Regions from separate parts of the Sus scrofa genome. Here region 1 is linked to region 2. Evidence: chromatin contacts called from public HiChIP or PLAC-seq data. All regions are on one chromosome and are shown on one strand. Each heading gives the region's core, a stretch centred on a gene start, on an enhancer-like site or on the middle of the called end of the contact. The rest is flanking DNA. Distances are from core to core; before and after follow the strand shown.

Region 1 (5,562 bases), core at 2,099-4,598, 530 kb after region 2:
TGGGCCCCTTGCTCTTCCCTCTCCCAGCATGAAGACCTACCTGATTGATGCCTTTGGACTGAATTGTTTGAGATGGGGGTGGGCAAAGAAGAAAGAGACCGAGTATGTAATTTGTATGCCTGGGGTTATATACAACTACTCCATTCTAGTTGCAGATTTATGGTCTCTCAACTACTCTCTATGCTGACTGTCTTCCAAATAAGAAATTCACTAGATAAATTTCAGAAAAAGAATTATGGAGTTCCCGTCGTGGCGCAGTGGTTAACGAATCCGACTAGGAACCATGAGGTTGCGGGTTCGGTCCCTGCCCTTGCTCAGTGGGTTACGGATCCGGTGTTGCCATGAGCTGTGGTGTAGGTTGCAGACGCGGCTCGGATCCCTCGTTGCTGTGGCTCTGGTGTAGGCTGGCGGCTACAGCTCCGATTCGACCACTAGCCTGGGAACCTTCATATGCCACGGCAGCAGCCCAAGAAATAGCAAAAAAAAAAAAAAAAAAAAAAGAAACAATTACTCTGTAACTTTTGGTATTTATTCCTTCTCATTACTAGATAGTATTGTATCACGTCAATATACTAGAGTGTATTTATCCATTTTAAATGTGTTCATGTACATTTGGGTGGTTTCTGTTGTGGAGCTGTTGTAAGTAGTGTTGCTTTGAACATTCTTTAACACATCTAATGTGTAATTAGAACTAATGTATGTATTTCTTTTGGATTATATCTTGTCATCTAGCAGATCATTCTAGATGTGCAGGTATTCTTGTTTTTCTTGTTCCCCTTTTTAAGAGCTTGGGAAGGACAGAGATACTATCATGTGTTAAGCCTTTGAGAAGTCACAAATGGGAAGGATTTTCTTCCTTAACTCTTGAACTCTCAGCTTCAAATCATAACTGCAGTTTACTGAGTCTCATCTATTTGCTCAGTGCTTCATATGCATTTCATTTACTTTTCTTAAGAAACAAATTAAATAGCTATTGTTACTCCCATTTTAGCTGAGGAAGTGAGGCCAGGAGGCATTAAATCATTTGTCTAACATCACATGGCCACTAATTAGCATGATAGAGATTAAAACCCTGTTATCTTTGATTCTATAATCTTAACTATTATATTGCCCTGCTTTTCTAAATTAAGTGTAGGCATTTAGGGGTTCATGGATGAGGGCAAAGATGAAAGAAAAGGAGTTCCCATCGTGGCTCAGTGGTTAAGGAATCCAACTAGGAACAAACAGGTTGCAGGTTTGATCCCTGGTCTTGCTCAGTGGGATAAGGATCCGGCGATGCCGTGAGTTGTGGTGTAGGTTGCAGATGTAGCTCGGATCCCGAGTTTCTGTGACCGGTGTGGGCCGGTGGCTACAGCTCTGATTAGACCCCTAGCCTGGGAACCTCCATGTGCCTTGGGTTCGGCCCTAGAAAAGACAAAAAAAAAGAAAGAATAGCAAACCCTGCTCCTTTAATCTCTGCGTCATGCAAGAGGATGTCACTTTAAGCATCTTGCTTCCTACTACTCAGAATCATCTCATGCCACAGGTTTTTCAATTCTATATGAACTTTGTCCAGAAAAAGTGTTTTTTTAAATTTGAAAACAGTGTGTTTTTCCTCTTACAGAAAAAACGCAGTGAGATTCCTTGTTATTGGGAAAATCAGCCGATGGGATGTCAGAAGCTAAACTGTGCTTTCCATCACAACAGAGGGCGTTACGTCGATGGCCTTTTCCTACCTCCAAGCAAAAGTGAGATTAGTTTTTAATTGAATTTTAATAACACTTAGTATGCACACAGTACAAAATACTTCATAGATGTAGCCTTCTTTTAGTCTTGTGAGACAGTAGCATTATTTCCACTTCACAGATAAGGGAATTGAACTTTATTAAGGTTAAATGTCTTGTACACAATCATAAGCCAACAAATAGGAGAGTCACAGTTAAAACTTTGTTGCCAAAAGTCATGCTGTCTCACAAGTGTTTCTTGGCAAGACAGTTTAGATTACAACAGCATACCTCATTTCCTGTTTTCTTGTCAGACCCATACAGATTTAAAAAAAATTTTTTTTTTTTTTTTTGATTCTCCAGGCCAGGGTTTGGCAAATCTGATCTTCCACTTGTTCTATGAAATAAAGTTTTGTTGTAATGAAGCCATGCCCATTTGTTTATGTATTTTCTATGGTCAGATTTTCTGCTACTATTGCAAAGTTGAGTAGTTGAGACAGAGTTCTACAAGGCCTAAAATATTTACTATATACTTTTTTACAAAAAAATATTTACTAGCCCTTCCCTGCGGTGTAATCTAAAACATAACTCACTTTCTACCAGAAGCTCGTATTTATTTCTAAAGTTCCTTTTGAAGTAATTTCCTAGTGGAACGATGGGTCGTTTAAAAGCTGTGTTTGCTTTATGATTAAAATTCCATAGTTGTATATTTTCATCTATCATTAAGAAAAAAAAGTAGGTTCACAAAACCTTTTTGGTTTGGTTCAAAAGTGTTAGCAGAGTTCCCGCCATGGCTCAGCAGTTAACAAATCTGACTAGAATCCACGAAAGCAGGTTCCATCCCTGGCCTCTCTCAGTGGGTTAAGGATCTGGCATTGCTGTGAGCTGTGGTGTAGGTTGCAGATGAGGCTCAAATCCTGTATTGCTGTGGCTGTGGTGTAGTTCAGCAGCTATAGCTCTGATTCCATCCCTAATCTGGGAACCTCCATATGCCATAGGTGTGGCCCTAAAAAGCAAAAAAAAAAAAAAGTATTACCTACTATCTCTTTTAAAAGCTCTTCTTGATCAGAAAGCCTAGAATTTCAATATTAAATGTTTAGAATTTGTGAATAGTTACTATGCATCTAGCTTCCTGTTTATTCTCTATATTGAATGCCGACTTTGTATGTGTTTACATATAGTGAATGGTTGTTAGCCAGGAAAGCCACATTTTCAAAGCTCCCTGGAAGTTTAGAACCTAATTGGGAAAATGTGGAAATTTGAAAGTAAATTTTTAATTAAAAGATACAAATTAAAATAAAAAGACAATGCTCCTAAGGAAAATCCCCAAACCTATCATAGGTGGTCAGGGATTTTTGATGAATTGGGACTGTATCTTCTTGTATGTTCTACTGTTTTTTTGTTTTGTTTTGTTTGCTTTTTCACAGCCATAGCCACAGCACATGGAAGTTCCCAGGCTAGGGGTCAGATCGGAGCTACAACCGCTAGCCGATACCACACCCACAGCAACAGGGGATCCAAGTCATGTCTGCCCCCTACACCACAGCTCACGACAAAGCTGGATCCTTAACCCACTGAGTGAGGCCAGAGGTCAGACCTGCCTCCTCATGGATCCCAGCTGGGTTTGTTAGCCACTGAGCCATGAAGGGAACTCCTGTGTCTTCTACTTTTAATTTATGACTGTCTTTGTATGTGTAGCTGTGTTGCCCACTGTGCCTGAGTCACCAGAAGAGGAAGTGAAAGCTAGCCAGCTCACAGTTCAACAGAACAAATTGTCTGTCCAGTCTAATCCCTCTCCTCAGCTGCGAAGTGTTATGAAAGTAGAAAGTTCAGAAAATGTTCCTAGCCCTACACATCCGCCAGTGGTAATCAATGCTGCAGATGATGATGAAGATGATGATGGTAAGTTTTAGTTCTTTCTTTAAAGGAAGTAAATGATCAGGGTAACTTACTGATTTAGACAGAATTCAACTTGAAGATCTAGGCCTATTCTTAATTGAAAATTTGCCTTAAATTTTGATAATGTAGATCAGTTTTCTGAGGAAGGTGATGAAACCAAAACACCTACCCTGCAGCCAACTCCTGAAGTTCATAACGGATTACGAGTGGCTTCTGCTCGAAAACCTGGGGTCAATTTAAAACAAGGTAAGAAATGGCTATATTGATGCTAGTTCCTGCTCATAAATCCTACAGTGCTGTTGAATGTGTGTAAATACCTGTTTTTTAAATACCTCTGAACTTTAGTTCATAATTACCACCCCCTTCCTCTTCCCTGCTCCCATTATACTCACACACCTACTTACACATACTTTCTCTTATTCATTCAGAAAACATTTGCATGCCAGCCATGTACAGATAAAATGCAAAGGTGAAATGGTGCTAGTTCCTCACACAGTTGCTGTTTGCATTTCTAGGTGAATGTTTGAATTTCGGAATAAAAACTCTTGAGGAAATTAAATCAAAGAAAATGAAGGAGAAATCCAAGAAGCAAGGTGGTGAGTTATCAGGAGTTTTGACCTGGAGGGTTGAATGTTGTTAGAGAACAAGGATACTTCTGATAATAAGGACACTTGGCACCAACCAAAATGAGCAAACAGTTTTTGATTTTTGTAGTTTATAAATTAAACTCGGATTTATTTTAATGATGGTTGCTTTTTTAATTCATTACAGCTGTGTTTCAGTCCCTAAATATTCTAGACATTTAGAATAAACTGAAAGAACTTATTTTGAGAAATAACTCTAAAGAACAGCATATAAACTGTTATTAAAAATAGAAAAGTTTATTTTATGGTAGGTGAGCTCTTCCTTAAGAACAGCTAGGCTTTTCTTCTGGTGCTTGCCTTAGCTTAATCTGTATTTCTGACCTTAAAAGTTACAGATAAAGTGTAAAATGTAGTATTTTAGAGATAATCAGATGATTGGGTCTAAGTACCTTCTTGCTGAAGCTTGTTCTTTAGGAACCTTGGAGTTGTGTTTTCCAGATGATTAATTATAGATAGAGAAGATTGAATTGATACGCCTAATGTAGCTCTTGTGCTTCTGAGGTTACCTTTAGAATAATGTTAGCCTTATTAGTATATAAAAGTAGATTGAATGCCTAAGTCAGTCAAAACAGTTTCATGTTTTATATTCACTTTGTGCCAAGGGCAGGTAAGAAATAAGATTATCTCCCCTTCCCCTGCCCCATTTCCCTGTAGGCAGACAAAATGAAGACGGATTGGCTTTTGTAGTCCAGTGGTCCGTATTGGACTTATCTGGTCACAGAGACGAAATTTCTTGATTTGTGAAAGCTTTACTTTCCATAAATTACTTACTCTTCTTTGACTTGATTTATTCAGAAGGTTCTTCAGGAGTTTCCAGTCTTTTACTCCAGCCACAGCCTGTTCCAGGTCCTGAAAAAGAGAATGTCCGGACTGTGGTGAGGACAGTAACTCTGTCCAACAAACAAGGTGAGGTATAGGTAGGTCGTAAGTGTTGTCAGCCTACTGCTTTTAAATGACTGGGAGGAGCAGAATCCTTGCATGTATTTTGCTCTTAATGGATTTGCGGGGAAACTTCAATATGTTGACTGGATAGGATGAAAACTTAGTGCATTTGACTCTGCTATTTCAAAGGTTGAAATTCTTAACCAGGCAGCTCTCACATTTATGTATTCTGTTTACTTTTTACATTTACTGTTTATTTGAATCCAGCAAATTTATTGACTGCCCATTGAAGGTAAAAAAAACTATAATAAACCCTTTAAATTAGAGAAAAATGTAAAATTCTTTTCCCTTAATAGTTTTAAATCTAGTAAAGAACATGACACAAATAATTGCAGTATGCAGATACATGTAAATATTTATGTCATTCAGACAGC
Region 2 (5,667 bases), core at 2,349-4,848:
CGATTAGACCCCTAGCCTGGGAACCTCCATATGCCATGGGAGCGGCCCAAGAAATAGCAAAAAAAAAAAAAAAAAAAAAAGACAAAAAGAAGAACCCAACATAGTGTCCACGAGGATGAGGGTTCAACCCCTGGCCTCTCTCACCAGGATCTGGTGATGCTGCAAGCTGCAGTGTAGGTCACAGATGCAGTTCAGATCTGGTGTAGCTGTGGCTGTGGTGTAATCTTGCTCCAATTTGACCCCTAGCCTGGGAATTTCCATATGCCACAGGTGTGGCCATAAAAAAATAAATAAATATATAAAAATTTTAAAATTTAAAAAAAAAGAAAAGTACTAAGGGTGTAGAGATTTCTATCGAGCATTCAATTATAGTTCTTCCAAATTCTAGACTGTATTCAACCATCTCAATTTCCTAATGCTGTGAGTTTTACTGCCTTCTTCGCTTTCTACAGGTGCAGTGCTCTGGCTTGGGGAAAGGGCACTCTATACACTCTGCACTTGAACATTTGGGTAACACAAAGATTTGCTCTACACCAACCTCAAGGTGAAGGCAACTGTCTTCCAATCCCAAGTCCATGCAAATGAAGGAATTGGAATTTAAGCTTAGTGTAAAGTGAGTGGTCCTATTCAGACACTGAAGTCTCATATCCTTGAGCAAAAGCTTTCATGACACTGCAGCAGCCCTTCATTGATGCTGGGAATGCAGAGAGGTAGCAAAGAAGTGTTGTTAGGGGCATAGGCTATAGCCTCAGACTGCCTGTGTCCAAATCCTGGGCGGGAGAATGACTTGAGTCAGTTACCTAACCTCTCTGGGTCTCGGCTTCAGGGAGAGCATATTTTTTTAAATTCCAGGAGATCCTGTCGTGGCTCAGTGGTTAATGAACCTGACTAGCATCCATGAGGACACAGGTTCGATCCCTGCCCTTGCACAGTAGGTTAAGAATCTGGCATCGCTGTGAGCTATGATGTAGTTCTCAGACACAGCTCAAATCCCATGTTGCTGTGTCTGTGGTGTAGGCTGGCAGCTGCAGCTCCAATAGGACCCTTAGCCTGGGAACTTCCTCATGCGGTGGGTGGAGCCCTAAAAAGACCAAAAAAAAAAAAAATTTCCAGGAGTTCCCATCTTGGCACAGCGGAAACAAATCCGACTAGGAACCACGAGGTTGCAGGTTCAATCCCTGGCCTCGCTCAGTGGGTTAAGGATCCAGCGTTGCTGTGAGCTGTGGTGTGGGTCACAGACGCGTCTCGGATTTGGCATTGCTAGGGTTCTGGCAGAGGCCGGCAGCAACATCTCCAATTAGACCTCTAGCCCGGGAAGCTCCATATGCCACGGGTGTGACTCCTAAAAAGACAAAAGACAAAAAAAAAAAAATTCCAATTGCAATTTTTTATTGAAGTATGATTTGACACATAACACTGTAGTTTTAGCTGTACAACATACTGATTTTTTGTTTGTATATATTGTGAAGTGATCACTACATTCGTCACCGTACACAGTTATAAATTTTTTTCTTGTGATGAGAACGCTTAAGATCTCTCTTAGCAACTTTACTTTTTTGGTGGTTTGGGGGGGGCCACATCATGTGGCAATTCCCAGGCCAGGGATAAAGCCCACGCCACAGATGTAACCAGAGCCACAGCAGTGACAATGCCAGGTCCTTAACCCACTGAGCCACCAGGGAATTCCTCTTAGCAACTTTCAAATATGCAATACAGTATTATGAATTACAGTCACCATGCTGTATCACTCTCCATGATTTATTTGTTTAATAACTTGAAGTTTTTGCCTTTTAACCCCTTTTACCCATTTTACCCAACCCTATCTCTGGCAACCACGACCCTATTCTCTGTATTTGTGAGCTTGTTTTTTGCTTTTTTTTTTTTTTTCAGATTCCATATATAAGCGAAATCACATGGTAGCAGATGTTTTTATTCCCATTTTACAGATGCAGAGGCTGGGGCCTAAGAGGGAAGATACCATATCCCTCCCTCTAAAGTCATGAGGAGAACAGGACTCAATAATCAACCAAGGCAGGCACAGTCCCTGGGGCTCCTGTTAAGTTGGGTGGTTAAGGAGGGTAGCTTGGCCTGCAGAGGGCTCGCTTTAGCTGCCCAGTGAACCTTTCCAAATCCTAGTGCTCCAGGGGGCAGGTAGGTGGCCAGCACCTACCCCCAGCCCCCACCCCTGCCACCAGGCCCTGACGGCTGGGATGGGGCTCAGGAAGGGCTGGTTTCCCCCTTGGCCTGGAACGGAGGGGTGAGGAGGCCCTTGGGGAGGAAACTTCACTGTAAGAATCCCTGTGAGTCTGAGTTTTCCTGTTTCACTGTCACTCTTGTTTGGTTTTGTCTTGTTTTGTTTTGTTTTTCCTGCACTGACAAGGTGGGGGAGAAACCAATACAAATTTCTAAGCTGGGGTTGTGGAAGGTGAACTAGGCTGGACTCCGTTTGCACATCAGCATCAATTCTGTGTACCAGCATCATCAAAAAATCTACAAACAATAGGAGTTTATAAACAATGTTAATCCTATTATACTGTTGGTGGGAATGTAAATTGGTGCAACCACTGTGGAAAACAGCATGGAGATTCCTCAGAAAACTAAAAATAGAATTACCGTTTGATCCAGCAATCCCACTCCTGGGCATCTATCCAGAGAAAACCATGACTCAAAAAGATACGTGTACTCCAATGTTCACTGCAGCGCTATATACAAGAGCCAAGACATGGAAACCACCTAAATGTCCATCGACAGAGGAGTGAAAAAAGGAGATGTGGTGGCATATACACAAAGGAATATTACTCAGCCATTAAAAGGAAAGAAATAATGGCATTTGTAGCAACAAGGATGGACCTAGAAATTATCATGTTAAGTGAAGCCAGTCAGACAATGAGACACTGACACCATATGCTATCACTTACATGTGGCATCTAAAAAAAGGACACAATGAACTTCTTTGCAGAACAGATACTGACTCACAGACTTTGAAAAACTATGGTTTCCAAAGGGGACAGGTTGGGGGTGGGGAGATGGGATGGGGGTTTGGGATGGAAATGCTATAAAATTGGGTTGGGATGATCGTTGTACAATTATAAATGTAATAAAATTCACTGAGTAATTAACAACAACAAAAAAAAACCATCAGTTCTGTGCACCAGTTTTAGCAGAGCTGCCCTAGCTGGGGCCTTGAAGATTGTCAGAGTTAATATTCGGCTGCCCCATCTCTCTGTCTCTGTCTGTCTCTGTCCCTGTTTCCTGTGTCTGTCTTTGTCTATCTACATATATATAAATAAACATATATGTGTATATCTGTGCATCTATATATGTTATATATACACATACGTACATACGTATGTGCATAGAGAGAGAGATATGTATGTAATGTCTTTCTCTGTCTCCTCCTTTAATCTGATCCTTCACAGAGGTGGATGGGACAAGGAGCTATAGCTGTCTTCTCATACCATCACTACCAGCATGGTCCTCGAACCACTGGATGTGGGTCAGTTTTGGAAACAGACCCCCACTTCTCACTCCTGGAGAGTCAGTCCACACTGAGCTTTGTTCTAACAGTGCCCCATTTCCTCCTTTGGCCAAACTTTACAGTTTAGATGCTCGCTTTCGAGTCCTAGGGGAAGTGATAAGACAGAGGTCAGATTCTGGCCCTCCCTGCCTGCTGGGTGGTGGAATTGCGTGCTTTACGGAGCTAAGCCTTGCCCAGAAGAGGAAAGAAGACAGCAGAGACAGCTCAGGGAGTGTGGCAGGATGCTGTCATGACCCTGTGTAAGACTCCAGCTGAGTGCTGTGTGTATTTATAGACACACACACACACACAGACACGCAGGCATGGGAAACGTGCCCTGGAACAAACGTACTGTTTGTTTCCTGGAAACATGCCCTTCCTTGCCAACTTGCCAGATTTCCCAGATCACATCATCCTGAAGCAGGGAAAATTATGTCTTCTTATTCCCGGCATCCACCTGCCACATGAAGAGAGATCTTTGGAAAACGGATCTGACCACTTCTCTGCCCTTTGGAAGACTGGAGCGATTTCACCTTGTCCTCGGGTATGCTCCTTCCAGTTCACCTGCCTGCCCAGCTTCCCAGGACTCCCTGAACTCCTCCTAATGCAAAGTACTGTAGTGCACACCTCTGACAGCTCCCGACCCCTTAGACTTCCCTTGTTGGCACATGCAGTTCCCTCAGCCAGGAATGCTTCGGCATCCTCTCTTCTGGCAGAGTCCTACTCAGTCTCCAGCCCAGTGGGCACAGTTGCCCACTCCTCGGAGGGCTTAGGACTCTGCAAACTTACCTCACTACTGTCTGTCTATCTTTCTTTCTGTCTGTCTTCTTTCCTTTCTTTCTATCTTTTTAGGGCTGCACCCTAAAAATGTATGGTGGTTCCCAGGCCTATGCCCCAGCACCAGATTCAAGCCGTGTCTGTGACCTCACTGCTGTCTTTCTATTCCTATCTGTCTCCTCCTCCAAACCATACATTCTTCAAGGTCAAGAACTGTCTTTCATTCATTTTTGCACCCCCAAAATTTAGGCTAATGCTTGCTGCAGGGTAGATGTGCCCTAGAAATCTGTTGAGTGAATGGATGAGATTTTTACAGTATAGCTGCTAAGGTCTGTTTGGTGGAAGACTGGATTTAAATACCAGCTCTACCACTTGCTAGCCACAGGATTTTTCAAGTCACTTAGCCTTCTGTCAGTTTCCTAATCTGTAAAGTAGAATATAATGATAGAACCTCACTTATATGTTTATTGAGAAATTTTAATGATATTGCATATAAAGGATTTCCTAGCAGAGGCACATACTTTTTTTTTTCTCACAACCCATATTTTGTTTATCAGCAAACCCTGAAGGCTCTTCCTTTAAAATATCCAGCCACTTCTTAGCTTTCAACTGCTAACAACCCAATCCAAACTACCATCATTTCCCATGGTCATATTTTGCGGGCCTCTGACCTGGTCTCCCTGCCTCCACCCTTGACCCACTCATCTATTTTCAACACGGCTGCCACAGGGGATCCCTTAAAAATATGAGTCAGATCAGGAGTTCCCGTCGTGGCTCAGCAGAAACAAATCTGACTAGCATCCATGAGGATGCAGGTTCAATCCCTCGCCTTGTTCAGTGGGTTAAGGATGTGGCATTGAAGTGAGCTGTGGTTGCAGAAGCAGCTCAGATCCCACGTTGCTGTGGCTGTGGTGTAAGCTGGCAGCTACAGCTCCAATTCAACCCCTAGCCTGGGAACCTCCATACACCACAGGTGCAGCCCTAAAAAGACAAAAAAAAAAAAAAATGTATATATGAGTCAGATCAGGTTGCTCCTCTGCCACAATTCCCCTTTGGCTTCCCTACCTCACTAAGAGTAAGAGCCTAAGTCCCCATTGTGGCCAACAAGGTCACTGCTACCTCTGATTCCATCTCCTCACCTTTCCCCTTGTGCTCCCAGCTTCAGCCACACTGAGCAACATGCTGTAACTCAGACCCGCCTTGTCCCACCCTGCCCCAGTGCCTTTGCACTTGCCTAGAATTCGATTTCTCCAGAAAGCCTTATGCCTCCCTTTCTTACTTAAAGTCTTCAGTAAAAGCCACCCTCCCAGGAGTTTCCTCATGGCTCAGCAGGTTAAGGATCCAGTGTTGTCACTGCTGTGTCTCTTGTTACA

Evidence for each region. HiChIP or PLAC-seq counts read pairs in DNA pulled down with a chosen protein or histone mark.
Region 1: a contact with region 2 is called in an H3K27ac HiChIP or PLAC-seq map of alveolar macrophages. The contact joins two enhancer-like sites. A contact is called at or near these places in 1 of 47 Hi-C or Micro-C datasets (heart right ventricle) and 1 of 2 datasets of contacts at active chromatin or transcription factors (alveolar macrophages).

Annotation. Positions count from the first base shown.
Region 1 is chr9:64,533,448-64,539,009 of Sscrofa11.1, forward strand. It overlaps ZC3H11A (zinc finger CCCH domain-containing protein 11A), which reads left to right. Exons shown (of 19, transcript XM_005656653.2): 6 at 1,604-1,727; 7 at 3,402-3,605; 8 at 3,732-3,848; 9 at 4,118-4,198; 10 at 5,042-5,152. Among named protein-coding and RNA genes, the nearest start is that of ZC3H11A, 17 kb to the left of the region's middle. Within about 2 kb of position 3,349, at least 16 of the 83 cell types and tissues checked have an H3K27ac peak or open chromatin away from gene starts, as enhancers often do. A contact at or near this core is called in alveolar macrophages, where this site is marked.
Region 2 is chr9:64,001,788-64,007,454 of Sscrofa11.1, forward strand. No RefSeq gene overlaps it. Among named protein-coding and RNA genes, the nearest start is that of BTG2, 29 kb to the right of the region's middle. Within about 2 kb of position 3,599, at least 34 of the 83 cell types and tissues checked have an H3K27ac peak or open chromatin away from gene starts, as enhancers often do. A contact at or near this core is called in alveolar macrophages, where this site is marked.